3 separate regions of the Zea mays genome follow, and regions 2 and 3 are each linked to region 1. A link is a contact called in public Hi-C data. All regions are on one chromosome and are shown on one strand. The core of a region is the stretch at or near the end of the contact, and the rest is flanking DNA. Distances in the headings are between cores, read along the strand shown. Region 1 has its middle 120 kb from the start of LOC100274637. Region 2 holds the start of LOC100281613 (serine carboxypeptidase). Region 3 has its middle 43 kb from the start of LOC118476007.

What was found. A called contact is a pair of places that touch in the nucleus more often than the background predicts.
Region 2: a Hi-C map of leaf shows a contact between it and region 1, with 4 times the contacts expected there. The contact joins the promoter of LOC100281613 here to the enhancer-like site in region 1. A contact is called at or near these places in 5 of 25 Hi-C or Micro-C datasets (ear, endosperm, leaf and 1 more).
Region 3: a Hi-C map of tassel shows a contact between it and region 1, with 3 times the contacts expected there. The contact joins two enhancer-like sites. A contact is called at or near these places in 2 of 25 Hi-C or Micro-C datasets (ear and tassel).

The regions. Positions count from the first base shown.
Region 1 is chr1:66,984,163-66,989,238 of Zm-B73-REFERENCE-NAM-5.0, reverse strand. No RefSeq gene overlaps it. Among protein-coding and RNA genes, the nearest start is that of LOC100274637, 120 kb to the right of the region's middle. Within about 2 kb of position 2,443, at least 17 of the 20 cell types and tissues checked have an H3K27ac peak or open chromatin away from gene starts, as enhancers often do. A contact at or near this core is called in ear, endosperm, leaf and 1 more, where this site is marked.
Region 2 is chr1:67,222,301-67,227,376 of Zm-B73-REFERENCE-NAM-5.0, reverse strand. LOC100281613 (serine carboxypeptidase) reads right to left here and starts at 2,753. Exons shown (of 8, transcript NM_001370723.1): 1 at 2,178-2,753; 2 at 342-446; 3 at 1-266. The coding sequence starts at 2,577. LOC118476009 (a long non-coding RNA gene) reads left to right here. Exons shown (of 7, transcript XR_004855261.1): 4 at 46-298; 5 at 373-2,699; 6 at 2,790-2,903; 7 at 3,040-3,725.
Region 3 is chr1:67,132,560-67,137,635 of Zm-B73-REFERENCE-NAM-5.0, reverse strand. No RefSeq gene overlaps it. Among protein-coding and RNA genes, the nearest start is that of LOC118476007, 43 kb to the left of the region's middle. Within about 2 kb of position 2,510, at least 16 of the 20 cell types and tissues checked have an H3K27ac peak or open chromatin away from gene starts, as enhancers often do. A contact at or near this core is called in ear and tassel, where this site is marked.

The DNA.
Region 1 (5,076 bases), core at 1,194-3,693:
GGTGAATCATGATGATCTGGTGCCAGTTCAGGCTGCAGATCCTCAAGCATTTGGTCCATCCTATCAACATCATCTTCACCGTCATCAACTTCTACTTCTACTGCTCGTTCAACATCTTCACCATGGAGATACCAGACCTTATAGCCTGGCACGAAACCATGCGAACACAGGTGTAGTGTGACCTGCCTCTTGGTGTGGCTCGTCATATTTCTACATTTATTGCATGGACACCTAATATTATCTATTTGTGACAAAGCAGTTGCATGGTCCAGAAACATCTGCGTCTTGGCAAACCATTCACTTGTGTGACATCCACCCTTCTTGAAACCTTCATACATCCAATCACGTCTATCACCCATTATTGCGGCTGTGTGTACGAGTAAAGAGTGCGTGTGAGACAATCATGTTTCTACACGTCACACATATATACATCTATAGGTAAGTAGTATATAAAACTATATATATACATAAATAACTATATATACACATAAATAACATCAAATTAACATGATATTCATCAATTAACAATATTTGCAAACATCCAATCCATCAAATTAAATTATAATTGCAGAACATCAAATTCATTACCTATAACATCAAATCTATCAAATTGATTAATGCTTGCATAACATCAATTTCATTAAATAATAACATCAAATACATCATATCATATTTACAAAATCAAGTTATAAATAACAAATATCATACATCAAATAATATTAGGTCAAACCATACTAACAAATAACAATATTAAACAAATTATAATCGCATTACAGCTAACTCCCGTCGGCCATAAAAACCGACGAAAATTAAAACATAAATCATTTGTTAAATCAACTATAATAATAGAATTAATATTTACCTAACATCAAGCCACACATAATATTAAAACTAGCAAGTATAATGCATAACTCCCGTCGGCCACAAAAAACCGACGAAAATAATCACATATTAATTCACATTTAGAAATAAGATTATACCTCGACGACTCGAACTTGAACGCGGACCGGATGGCGAGCCCTCGGTTTCGGTGGTTGACCGGTGCGTCGAGGCACTGGCGGACGGCGGACGACGGTGGGCTAGGGACGGCGACGCTTGTGGACGGCGGCGACTTGTTGAGGGCGGACGGCGGACGACGGGGGCTAGGGGCGACGCAGCTCGGGTGGGCCGGGGGCGGTGTGGGGACGCTCGAGGCGGGGGTGCGGGTCGGGGCGGCGTCGCGCGCTCGGCCGGGGGCGGTGGCCGCGTGGGGCAGCGGCGGCGCAGCTCGGGCAGGGGCGGCGGCGCGGCTAGGCGCGCAGGGCGTCGGGCAGGGGCGGCGGCGCAGCGCGGGCCGGGGCGGCGGCGTGGCTAGGCGGCGGCGTGGCGCGGGCCGGGGGCGGCCTCGACGGCGGCCTCGGGCGGGGAGGGGGCGGCTTCGACGGCGGCTTGGCGTGCGGGCGTCGGGCCCCTCGACGGCGGCCTCGGGCGGGGCGGCTCGGGGGCGGCCTCCGGCAGGGCGGCAGTTGGGCAGGGCGGCGGGCGGGCAGGGGCGGCGGCGCTCCGGCAGGGCAGGGGCGGCGGCGCTCCGGCAGGGCAGGGGCGGTTTGATTGAACGAAGAAGAATGAGCCCGCGCGTCCGCGGTTGGGCTCTAAAAAGATTAATCCCCGTCGGCCAGAACACAGGGCCGACGGGGATTAACTAATCCCCGTCGGCTTGGGATGTGGCCGACGGGAATAAATATAATGCCCGTCGGCTATTTTGTGGCCGACGACAATTAGTCTATTCCCGTCGGCCAGAGCGAAAGCCGACGGGAATTACCCTGGCCGACGGGGATCAGTAGAATTCTTGTAGTGGCAGTTTGCTTGTTTCAATTGTTGTGTTCCTGATGAACGAAGGCTGGTTTTGCAGCTATAGTTTAGTTTGAACATAATATCGGCATCATCCTGCTGGTGGTGAAGGGTGGTTCCAGTTTCTTGGCGATGCAAGCGACATTGTTGTGGAGCGCTGATGACGCCTGAAGAGCAAGCGCATGCACGCGATGGGATGCGACTGCTTAGCCCTGATCTCTAGCTGACGGCCTGGAATCTGCTAGGGCAGGCAGGCATGCGGATGCGGACAGGCACCGCATGGCATATGGACGACGACGTCGTAAGGAAAGGCGCACGCGCGCTTGCGTTGCGGCATCTCTCTGGTCGGTCGTCACCCGTCAGGCAGGGACAGGACAGCCCGGGAACATTCGACTGCCGGCCGGTGGCGCGCGGTGGGCGCGATATGCTTGCTTGGTTTGACCAGCAACTGGTGGAACGCAACCGCGCGCGCGCACGCACGCACGCACGCTTCCGTGGCAACGTTGCTTGGTTGGGGCGGCAAGCGTGCCGCATGCATGGTAGTAGGGTTGGAGCAGGAATCTGTGTGTGTGTGAGGTGGCAGAGAGAGTGTGATCTGAACCTGGTGTGCTTTTCCCGATTCTTTCACTTTGAGGCCTTGCTTGTTCGGCGTGCGCACAGTCGGCACCGGTAGACGACGGGGCATTCATTGCGCACATGTTTTTAAGGTGCGTTCGTTGGAAAGGTAGATGCAGACGCTAGCTAGCTCGGCTCGGGAACTAGATGCCGCTTTGCCATGCCGCGACGACGACCAGAGACCATGACCAACCGGCGGCGAAGATCGGCCGTAGAGCATCATCGCGATTCGCGTCGATGTATACTTTGCATCGGCGTGCGATACGTAGGGGCGGGCGGACCAGCCATCTGTGTATCTACTAGCTATCCATGCACATGCTTCCACCGTAGATTTTGTTTTCTCCGCCGCTTGGTCCCTCCCGCTACTCTACTACTAGCTCGCACTGGCAGAAGAAACAGCGAGGAAGAAACCGACGCGGGAAAGCGGAATCGCCGTCATGCCATGCAGGCCGGAGATCTGCATGCGGTGCAGATCTGCATGGCTGCTTGCGGGCTTTCTTTCTTTGACCGGATCCAGAGCGGCGTTTCGGGAACTCGTCTCGTCACCAACCTTTGTGCCATACATGCACCGTCGCCGTTCGAGCGTGAGTTGGCTCGAGCTCGGAGTGCCTCGCGAGCCGAGCTGAGCTATTCTTTTGGACTCGTTGTCATAGCGAGCGGAGCTGTCTCGTTCCGGCTCGTGAGCTATACCAAATTACTTAATATATAAAATAATAATGGATATTGTATAATTTTATAGATAATTATTTTGTTTCTAAGCGTTTCATAATAGATACTCTCTCCGATGTCTTATTAATTGTCGTTTATGACAACGATATTCTCTAAAATATAGATTTGACCAATGTTTTTCTGTTAAAATACAAATAAAGTCTTAATACATCTATATTTTTTTATAAAAATACTTTTAAGACAAATCAGTGCATATAAATATTAGGTTTTAAAACTAAATAACAAAATAGTTATTTGTAGTCAAAATTTTAAAAGTTTGACCTAAATTTTATCCAAAACGACAATTAATAGGACATTGAAGGAAATATATAACAATTTATAATTTAGATTACTTGTAATGATAAATGATGTCTATATATTTATATACTAATAATTTACTATATAATATAATTATATATATTAGAGTGTGGCTCGTCAGCCGAGTCTCTCTCTTCAGCTCGTGTAATTGGTGAGCTCGTTCCCAGCGGCCATCCTAGCCATTCACACACGTACGGTGCGAGCATAGCTGTGCCTGCGGAAACGCGAAACCAATGTAAGAACCTCCGGTGGCCCGTTGGGCCAGCCAAAAGACTACTCGGGAAAATACAATTTGTACATGAAAAAAAGACGCATCACCCTCTAATAAAATTTGGTTTTTTATGTATAAGTTGAATTTTCAAGTTTATATTTTCTAAGTTCATTGAGAACGTCATAAATTATGTCAAAAACATGCCAATAATTTTTCATTATTATTTCATATATAGTTTTGTACCATTAAAGTTATTACCTTATTTGACCCCTAACTTATCAAAATAATTATAAAAAATAATATGTTTTTCTGGCTAAATTATGTTATCATCTACTAACCAACAGAATTCGAACTGAAAATTCAGTTTCTACATAAAGAAATAAAAAGGGGATAAATCGAATCAACTCAAAGTAGTGAAGGGGTAAAATGAATTAAAAATACTTTAGCGGGTCACGTGAACATTGTCCATAAATGAGGGGAGTAATTTGAATTTTTTTCTAAACATATTTACATCTCTCAAGAATAATTCGCTCCACACGCAGCACACATTATTAACACTTATGGTGAGACTTAGGGTGTGTTTCATTAGGTGCAACTCTTTCATTCTATCTAAGGCCCTATTTTGTAGGGCTCTTTCATTAACAACTAGTGTATTGTCGCTCGTTCTGCGCGCGGTGTTAAATCCGTTTGTGAGATCTTAATTTGTACCTAAATAAGAAACAAAGAACGTACTCTCCACCCATTGCTTCTTCCAGCGCGTCATCGTTGTCAAACCATCGATAAAGCTCGTCATGTGCCTTCAGAGTGATGCTAGATGTCAGCAAATATCAAATACTGGTGCCAAATCCATTTCATAGTTACTATGACAACCTACATTGTCAGAAAGTGGGCAGCTTAAAGGTCTTCCTTCTACCTTTGAGCTGTAAAGAACAAAATGTTTCGTGTGCATGATGAGTACGGATGTGATAATAGCAAACTAAGAAGAAAGTCTGGGTGGTGTTTACTTCTTTGCATGGGACATCTAAACTAATGGAAACCTATTACTGTTGCATATGAGCTTGAAACAGGAACACATGACAATAATTAATAGTTTTTGTATGCACCTATTGCCACCAAGCACCAAGCTCAGCATCGTAGGCATTCCATACTTATGAAGAATCTGCCACCAACTCTTCCAGGGTGTGGTATCCACAACTTGGTCGAAAACTACAGGTAAATAATTTTAGTACGTATGCATTTCAAGTAGTTTCAGTATGGAGTTCTTCAGTAATTTATGTGATGGGGGAAAAGGAAAATAGTAAAAAGTTATGAAATGATGTTCATAATTGTTATCGGAACACGTTCTTAGGAAGTATGTAGAGATGATGTTCACAATTATTTTTAGAAAACATACA
Region 2 (5,076 bases), core at 1,504-4,003, 240 kb before region 1:
TTGGAGATTGATCATAGTGGTGTTTATGATTTTGTTATTTGACAGAATAGTGTTGGCGAGCTGTGGTATGTAGTGTCCGCCATAACTTTCACCCGTTAAAAAGAAGCTGTGGCCCTTGTACTCTGGGAACCTCTCAAGCCAATTGACGAGGAAAGTATATGCATCTGCTGCAGTGCTCCTGTCACCAGTGTTGTTGTAATCTGATGTTCTGTTCGAGTATGAGAAGCCAACACCAGCAGGGCTCTCAAGGAAGAGCATGTTTGCCACTGCCATCAAGAAATTATCAGTCAACACGGAGGTATTCTAAGTGCAATTGTCATAAATAACTGCAATCAACATACCACTGTTCCATGCATATTTGTTTTTGGACAGTGTCTTGTTATCTCTGTTGACGAAGAATGGCCCAATTTCATGCATAGCTCCTCCCAGAGAAGAGCAACCGGGCCCTGAAATTTCACGGTAACCTTTTTTTTAATTGTAAAGAATGTCCCACGATAAAATTGTCAGCCATATGGTTTTTTCAGGGACATATCTGCTAAATTTGCTAACGGAAGGGTAACTTGTGATTACTTAAGACCAGCAGCCTAGGAGCCCAAGTATGAAATATACATACTAATGGAGTAACTCTTAGCATTTAGTGTGACAGATCTGTTACAGATAAAACACTCTGTTATCCAATTAGGAAGAATAATCCTCAACCTTCCACTTTAGGCAAGCAGCACAGGAACATGTCCTGGATGTCTTAGCGTTTACTAAAAACATAAAGCAGACTGAAAGGGATGCTAGGGAGAGTGCCACCAGGACCAGATCAAGTTTAGATGGACAGATATTTGGTTGCCTTAGCTTTAGAAAGATTTCATCCACTTTGCACTCCCACTCGTTGTGCGGTTATCTTTTCTCCTACCTGATGCCTCTGCCATCTCTCTGAGCCACCGTTGGAGATCTCACAATATTATCTCCTCTCTATGTTCTAATCTTGCATGTTTCCTGATTACCTTCCTCCTTTCCTCTGCTTTTCTATTGTCGTTGTTCCCTTTCATGTCGCTGGAAGGGAAACTGTATGTAATCAAAAGAAAATTTTGACAAATCTTCACCGTTTTTTGGTATGCTTATTTTTCTTCAACAGAGGCAAGATGTTAAAAATATCATAGATTTGCCTACCTTATTATACTGAAATGTTTACATCGTTTTCTCACTGATTCAAGTTCATAATTTGATTAATTGGAAGCTTCTATGGTTGAGTAGTTGAGATGTTGATAACTGTTCATCAGGCTTGGTACTAGGAACTGTCAAATTTTACCCTGGACACAGCCTGCCTTGATAACTTCCTTTTGATCAAGCTTCTGTTGTATCATTTCCTAGATATTAAAGGATTATAGTTCATCTGTACTAGTATTCTTGAACTATTTAAAATACCTTTTATCCTCTCCATTTAATTGCCATGCCGCATTATCCTTATCAGTGATATTCAGATGATGAAAATTATGTTCCAATATATTTGTGCAATTCTGTTATCAGAAAACAGGAAAATAAAGAAGATGCTTATGATTGAACAATGGCCTGAGTTTATGCAAGGATTGAAAATCAGGCATTGCACAATACAGAACTTCAATGAAGGTTATGGGTTGTTGATACTCTGGTACCAAATTAGTCATATACGTACTATATCATTTAAGATTTTACTGGTTGGGAGTCAGGAGAGTCTAAAATGTAAAGCCTGTTGTGGGGTCTACAAAGTATGTACTTAGGTCAGTTGGCCTAACAATCTGTAGAATTGTGCCCTGTTTATATAAGCAAATAATAGCCAGCTCCTTTTCCACTTCAACACACTAAGGCTGATAGTAGGTATGGACTATCAGCTTCCGTTTTCCTTTCCGTCCCTCTTGGGCAAGCAACTAATGCAATCAACAATAAATTCTTCCAATAAATGACTGTGGATGTTTTGTATTTGCTAGGACACTAGCAGGAGAGAGAGAAAAAAAAACTAGTATCTGGTGCTGATCTGTAGTAAGTTCCAACTGTTTTTCAGTTTTGAACCATGAAACCATGCTTGTATCAAATGGATGGTCAGGGCAACTATGTTCCCATCCCTTTTTGGTAGACTAACAAGATCAAATAAAACAGCAGGCAAGCAGAGTATAGAAGCGCACTTGTGTGATGGTTAGTAGGCTCCTTACCTCCATTGAGCCACAGGACCAATGGCTTGGTAGATGGATCTTCAGCAGCAGCCTCTACGAAGTAGTAAAAGAGGGCCTTTCCAGACGTCTCATCGACCGTGACATAGCCGGCATACTGATCAAAGGTGGCCTTCCCCGGCTGCCCAGGAAGCTCACTGATCTTGTCAGCCTTCTTCAGCCCATCTTGCAGACCCACATAAACTGGCTGATCCATGCTCCACATTTCACTGTCTAGACTGTCATGTCGCATTTCCATTCTTGACCTTGAGAACTCCTGCAACCGGCCAGCCTCATCAGCAAGCGACGTTTGTGTGAGCACTAGGCAGAGCAAGTGGATGACAAATGCATCTCTTCTGATCTTGGAGACCAGAGGAGAACGCCTGTGGCGAGGATTTTGCATGTTCTGGTGGTGCTGTTTGTCTGGCCTACTCTGGGTGGGTTTCGAGGTTCCTTATATATGATATCTATCTCGCTGGGTTCTTTGATTAGAAATGGACGACAAATGCATCTCTTCTGATTTCGGTTCGTATGTAACCCCATTACTAGCTCTGCGTCATCGTTCTTAAGAGTATTTCCTAGCACTTAAAACTTCTCTGTTCATATGTTCTGCAGCATCGTTCAAGCAAGATGAAGTGACCATGTATAGCGATTGAAATGGCCGGAATCTGTATCGTCAATTAAAGAGCACATGAACCAGAAGAGCGATTGGCCTTGCATCAGCGTCAGGTATCTTGTTCCATTCTTTTCTCCCGCTCGGTCTGGCATCACAGGTTCCAAGAGGCATCCATTCGTGCTGCTATTATTATAGGATAAAAAATAGAAAGATACTTCATGCTGCGTGACCCGAATACGTATTTTCCAGCTTTATTGTCCGATGGGGTCTACATAACAGTGCACTTGTTCTGTACATGGTTCATCTTTCTGAGTGCACGGTGACTGTTATTCTTTTGGCAAGATGGATTCTTGCTGAGCGAAGCTCTGCCAGTTGAAAGCGTACATAAATATTCTCGTTCTACGAAGCAGTGCTGTGACGTTATAATCTGAACAGTTTTTTGAGATCTGAGCAGCAAATTCAGCAACAGCTTGTACCAGGCGTCAATGGGATTGGGAAAGGCTTTTTTAATCGGCCACCGAATCACGGATAGCAGGCTATTGAACTGTTGGTAAGTTGTGGCATGCTACATCAGAGATCTGTCAGTTTCGGATGCACGTATCCCGGCCTCTGCCTGCTGGCTGCTGCTACTCATGTAGGGGATGTCTGGCCAGCCGGGGATCACCTCCAAACGTGTGAATTGTTGATCCTGAGCTACCTAACCTTTTAGCGGAGACAAATAGTTTCTTAGGGGTATTTAGAACTTATCTAATTTATAGAACTATTGCTAGTTCATCTATTCCAAGTTTTACCTCTTTTTGGTTGGATTTGAATTGATTCTGACTTAGAAATTGAACTGTTGAACTTATGAACATGTAAATCAAATACTAGTCAAACTAGTTAGTTCGAATGGTTGTGATGATCATTAAGCACCACAAATCAATATATAAAATGGTTCAAGGCCATTTCCCTTTCAACTGGCCATATGCTTCGAATGACATAGGTAGGATCGGTCAGTTTGGCTTGTAGCACGATGATGTCTTTGTTAAGGGCATAGGAAAATAGTTTAAGATAGGTAGCAGAGAGAACCTCTGTGCCCCAAGGATCATCCCAAAGTTGGACTGAACGACCATCTTCTATAGTAAATCGAGAGAAGCCCTTATATGTGTTTAAGGTTTTTAACGTATCATTCCACCAGAAAGATCCCACTTTTTTGGCCGAAGGAACCTGTCCACGATTATAATGGTTACTCCAAATCAGGTTGGCCCACGGTAGCTGTAATATGTTAAAGAGTTTGTGCAGACTTTTCATCAGCAGTGTTTCATTGTGTGCTTTCAGATTAATAATTCCTAAACCACTAATTTTGGTCTGCACGCCAATTCCTAGTCTGTCAGCCTGTGAGAGTAAAATAACAGTGGTTGATAGACGTCGCTCAATTTTTTTTTTTGATTAATGGCTAGAAAGCTTCTAGTCTTGGTTTGGTGTGTCCCATAGGTAGCCCCAAATAAGTGAAGGGAACTTCCCAATCTGGCAGTGAAAGGTATTGTTAAGGATATTCATATTTTCTTCTAACACATTGAGGGAGTAATTGTTGGATTTGTGGTAGTTGACATGAAGACCTGTTGATTCTGCAAATGAGTCCAGGTTTCCTTTAGAAAGTATAGTTGTTTTGGACATGCTTCCATGACCAATATAGTGTTATGGACATACTTAATAATAGCGAAGTCACTGCCACAACCATGTGGGAGGGGTAATCTAAGGAGGCCAATTCTGTTTAGAAGTATTTGAGAAGTTCCTGATTCCATGATCAAGTTACCTCTGTCATCTCCGTGAAATTAAAGGAATTGAAACATTCATAATCTACCATAAATTGTAAAATAATTTAGGTCATTAATTCCTCCTAAGCACCATGTACCTGCTATTAATACCTATCACCAAGCTCAAGATACGACAAGTACAAAATCTATTCACGGTTATTACATGCAATTTTTTAACTCAAACCTGTTATATGATTTCTTAGATATCTTGTACTTCCTCCATCCCAAATTAAAATTCATTGTAGATTTTTAATTCATTTATATAATAATTGATGTATGTGTATGAATCGTCCATTTGAATATAGATATATAAACTAAGAGCTAAAGAGATAACGAATTTGAGACGGAGAGTATTTTAGAGTAGAGACAGTATTTTAGAGTAGAGACGGAGAGTATTTTAGAGTAGTGAGAGTAGTTAGAAAACCAAAGATCCACTGTTGGTTAGAAAAACCATAATAATACATAAAAAGGAATAAATCAGTATTTAAAT
Region 3 (5,076 bases), core at 1,261-3,760, 150 kb before region 1:
AAGATGAAGTTGGTAAAAAAATAGTTAAGATCCAAAAACTTAAGAAAGGTTAAATGGTTTGGCTACTTTATACATTGAACATATATTATTGGACGAGATTAATATTAACACTATCATTAATGACTTCACATCTAGACATGTTAGAAGATATTTCTAAGGTAATACCATGATATATACTTCTTACTTATTATAAATATTTTTTGATACACCTTAACTGTTTATTGGTAACATATATTATATTATATAATATTACCAATAATTTAAAGGGTCCCATTTTAATTCATGATCCGGATCCCTAAGAGCTCGTGGCGGCCACCGCCTCCAATCCTTATTCAAAAGCTTATGATAATGCATCGGTACAAGATACCTATGGCGTGTTCGATTAGAAGTGGATTGAGTCAAAATTAAATAGAAAGGGGTTTAATCCCTTCAATCTCTTCTGATGACTATGTAACCGAACGAGGCCTGAAAGAGAAGCTCTCTTGCTATGTTTACACACAAATAACTCCATATGATGCGTACCCTAGCCTTAGCCCTCCCCAAAACAAAAAGACCCATTTTTATGGAATTTGATTTTTGATGCTAATTAACTTTTCAAAAGTATATAGTACCAACTTTAAGTTCATTGCCTCCTTTCAATCATTTTTTGATAAAGATTATAATATCATCCGTAGATTGTAAATAGAAAGTCGGCCATCCTCTTGTAAATAAGGCACTAAAGCCCTGAATTGCACATTGTTCATTGCTGTAGATATATATAAACGTTGCCAACTTATCAACCACAAGATTGAACATAATTTGCGAAAGAGGATCTCCTTGTCGTAACCTTTTGTGAGTCTGAAAATAATGAACTATCTCATCATTTACTTCAACCCCGTAGGCTTAATTTCCCAATATCCATCTCAATACATTCGCACATAATCAGATTAGTTAACATCATCATGAGCCTTCTCACAATCTAGTTTGAGACCAAAGAATTACTCCCTCCGTCCCAAATTAAAATTTATTTTAGTTAATTAATAGGTTCATACAATACTTTATGTATATATTTTATATGTGTGTCTAGGTTCATCTTCATCTATTTGAATATAGACATAAAAATCAAGAGCTAAAACAACTACTATTTTGAGACGAGAGAGTATTGTATAATTCATTCATGAATTGTCCGATGTAAAAATGTAACTCCCTCCATTATATTTTTTTCCTAGTTTTCTGAGTTTGAGGATCCAAATAACACAACGTGCCAAGTTTGAGGACCGCTACTTTTTTTTTGGGTACCAAAGAGGGTGTATGTATATCTTCCATATAGCACACGGCTTTAAACCCACATGTCATTATTATAGACACAAAGACCTGGCCTGGTAGTAGTGGCTTCTAGGCAGCATTGCCTTGGTTCATAAGGTCTTGTTTATCGGATTATTGATACCATTCTATATATGTTGAGATGGATTAGGATGAAACTTAAACTAAAATGTATCCAAATAAATATGAATTAAGGTAAATCCAATAATATTCAAACAAAACAATGCAAGGTCTGATAAGGTGATGAATCTATTCCGATTGCTTGCTTTGCTTGTAGAGGGAGGGGAAGATCCATTCCAGAATCTGGAACGCTGCCGACTTTCACGGACGACGCATGTAATGTAACATTATTGAAATGCACGCCCCTTGGAAGATTCCATAATTAATGGAGCTGGACCGTCAAAGTCACAGTTTCTAGGCTACTCCCCCAGATCAGCATCAGCATCATAATGTACTAGCAACTTCACGCTAGCTAGTACTCCTTAGGTTAGCTTTATGGACGCATAATTGTACGTATATGCAGACAAGTCCGGCCGGTGTGTGCGACTGTGCGTGCCTCAAACTTTAGACCTGCAGCGTGCATGGTGATGCGAACTATATTCATTCATCAATCGCATGTGACGCTACTGTGCTGATTCTGTCACAGTATTCCACGGTAGGATCCTATTTTATTCTTTTATTTTTTTGTTTTTTTCTTGGCTCTGCGATCTGGCGTGGGAGAGAAGAAGTCTTCTGTGCCTGACTTTGACTCTGGCGGCGAGAAAGGTTGCCGCCGCTGCATCTGCATGACTCAACTCTGTCGGGGACCCAGACCAGACCCAGTGCCGCGCACCTGCGCTGGTGGACAGGACAGCTAGCCGTCGAAGCAGCCTCGCAACTTCCTTCTGCCTGCCTGCGTCCGCTGTGGTTTTGTAATCTGGAGTCCGTCTTCGAGACGGCCTTACTGACTTACTGTTCTACATCCGCCCAATTTATTTTTGCAGAAAAATAGAGAAAAGTTTTCTCCTTTTAAATCTGTTTTCGAGACGACCTTACGTTTAATGGACTTATATACATTATATATATATATATATATATATATATATATATATATATATATATATATATATATCGAAAATGAATACTCCGATACAATTTAAAGAGCGACACAGATGGGCGTGGACTGGACACTATTGTACCTTTGCCTGTAAGATTCTGGACAGCATGCGTACTGCATCTCGATGGCCGGGATGGGACACGAAAGATATGTAGCGGAATAGTATGACAATAGTACTGTATATAGTAGTATTATTAAAAATTCAATGTCAGACCGTTAGAACTATAGTGAAAGTCTCTAATGATGTCATTAACTACTACAACAACAACAAAAAAGCTTCTGGACGGATGAGTATATTTTCCATTTACATTCTAAATTATAGATATCCAAATAGTAGGGACCAATTATACGATTCCTGACCCGACTTAGTTTTGATGCGGGATATGGTGGACACTATGCTCGTGCCGTCCTAAGTATGAAGCATTTGACCCATTGTGTGAGGCACGGGCACGGTCATTATTCTAATGTCTGACACGACCTTAGCCATGTATCATTCGCCTATAAAAACCCAAACTTTTGACCCCCTGTTTAACCTTAGCCATTAGCTTTCCCTCCCCCACCCATCGTGTCCTTCGACCCCATTTTTCTCTCTCACTCGCTGCATCGCCCCTTCCATCCCTAGCGATAATGTTGTGGATGCCATAGCCACACATCTAACCTCGCTTCTCCTTGACCTTATCAACTAACTCTTACTCCTCTCCTCGATCTGTGGCACCGTAACTGTAACCCTAATCCCCTTTCCTCATCCTAGGCTGGATTCTCTGTTGTTCTTCGTCGATGACTCTAGTGCTCCGGCTACACAAGTGAAGTATCCTCCTTCCTGCTTTTTTGTGTCTTCATCCTCTATATCTAGATCTAGACTATCTAACACTATGTTTTTTGAACCAGGGTTGTAGTTTGTTGGCTATAACACCCCATCCACTCTCAGACTGGCGGTACTCATAACAGCCCTCTAGAATAATAGATCATCCTCATAGACCAACACGAGTCTTTTGTGCGCACCTTGCCGTTATTCATGTGCACCCGAGAATACTTCTCGGTCGGTCACCCATCCCAAGATTGCTCTAGGCAAAGTACTCTTAACCTAGAGGTTCTTTCGAGATAGGCATCTAAAAAATGCACCTTATTGGTATGAGTATTCTATCAATACTATTAAGACTTGGGCCAAGTTATCGCATAATCAATCCAGGCCAGGATATCGCAATCCTACCCCCCCTTAGAAGATTGATGTACTTGTCGGTTAATGCCAAGCCAAGAAACTGCCCTCTTGGCCACGTCTATGTCTAGTGTCATCATATGCCATGCCATGTGACCACTCTGGGCCCCACATACATCATGCACCAAATGCCCGAACCCCTAGCCCACATATGCCTGTGAAACCATGAGGGTCGGCTCTGATACAATTTGTAACACTCCATCCACTCTTGTACTGGCGGTACTTATCATAGGAGCCCTCTAGGATCATAGAACATCCTCACAGACCAACACGAGTCTTTTATACGCACTTTGTCCTCACTCGTGCGCACCCGAGAAGACTTTCCGGTCGATCACCCATCCCAAGATTGCTCTAGGTCAAGTACGCTTAACCTAGATGTTCTTTCTAGATAGGCTTTCAAAAAAAGAAGATGCACCTTGTTGGTATGAGTATTATATCAATCCTATTAAGTCTTGGGCTAAGATATCACAAAATCAATCCGGGCCAGGATATCGCATTGGCCGATGCTAGTGTCACGAACTATTGAGGAGTTAGAAGCACGAGCGAAAGTTGGCCATGGTTGAAGTCAAGGACCTTGATCCGTCTAATGAGCAAGAGGAGTTTTTTCTCTACACCCATAATGAGGAGTTGAATGCCTAGGGGCCATGTTTAGTAGTAGCACAACAACTCTATCGACCTTGATGCTACGTCACATGCAAAGGTTGGTACAAGCTCCATGAGGTCAACAACCACAAGAAGCAACATCATATCAACGAAGAGGCCTACTACGTCTACCGTCTGGCTTGACTTTGAGGAGCTTACACAAATGGCAGATGGTAAGTTGGTCATATATGTTGTCGTATTCCATCATTGCAAGAGCACATGGAGTGCTAGATTTAATTATGCTACTACGCACTTGCTCTAGCACCAAGAGAATTACAAATGCAAGAAAGAAAAGGAATGGGATGACATAATATACTATATTCTTAAGTTCAATTCAGATGGCTCTCTTGTTCGCTAGGAGTATTCTACTATTGTTGCCTATGTTGAACTATGTCAATTCATAGATAGGGATGATCTTCCTCTATAGCATGGATCTACTGATGCTTTCCTGAAGTATATTAATCGTGCTCATAATCGTAGATTTGTTAGATTTTTTAGGAAGACAACTATGTTGAACTGTGATGTATATCCGGATGGAATAATGAAATCAAATACAAAATGGATCTCTGGCCACTCGGCAAAGTGGGTCTTTGCTGAGTGTCATGACCATAGCACTCGGCAAAGGATGCACAACTAGACTCTGGGAAACTTTCTTTGCCGCATGCTATAGTCAATGTACTCGGCAAAGTTACTGCGCATCAGACCCACATGAGCTTTACTTTGTCGAGTATTGGTTGGCACTTGGCACTCGGCAAAATATTTACCGAGTGCTCGATAAAAAATACTCGGCAAAAGGACCGTTGTCGATGTTTTGTTTACC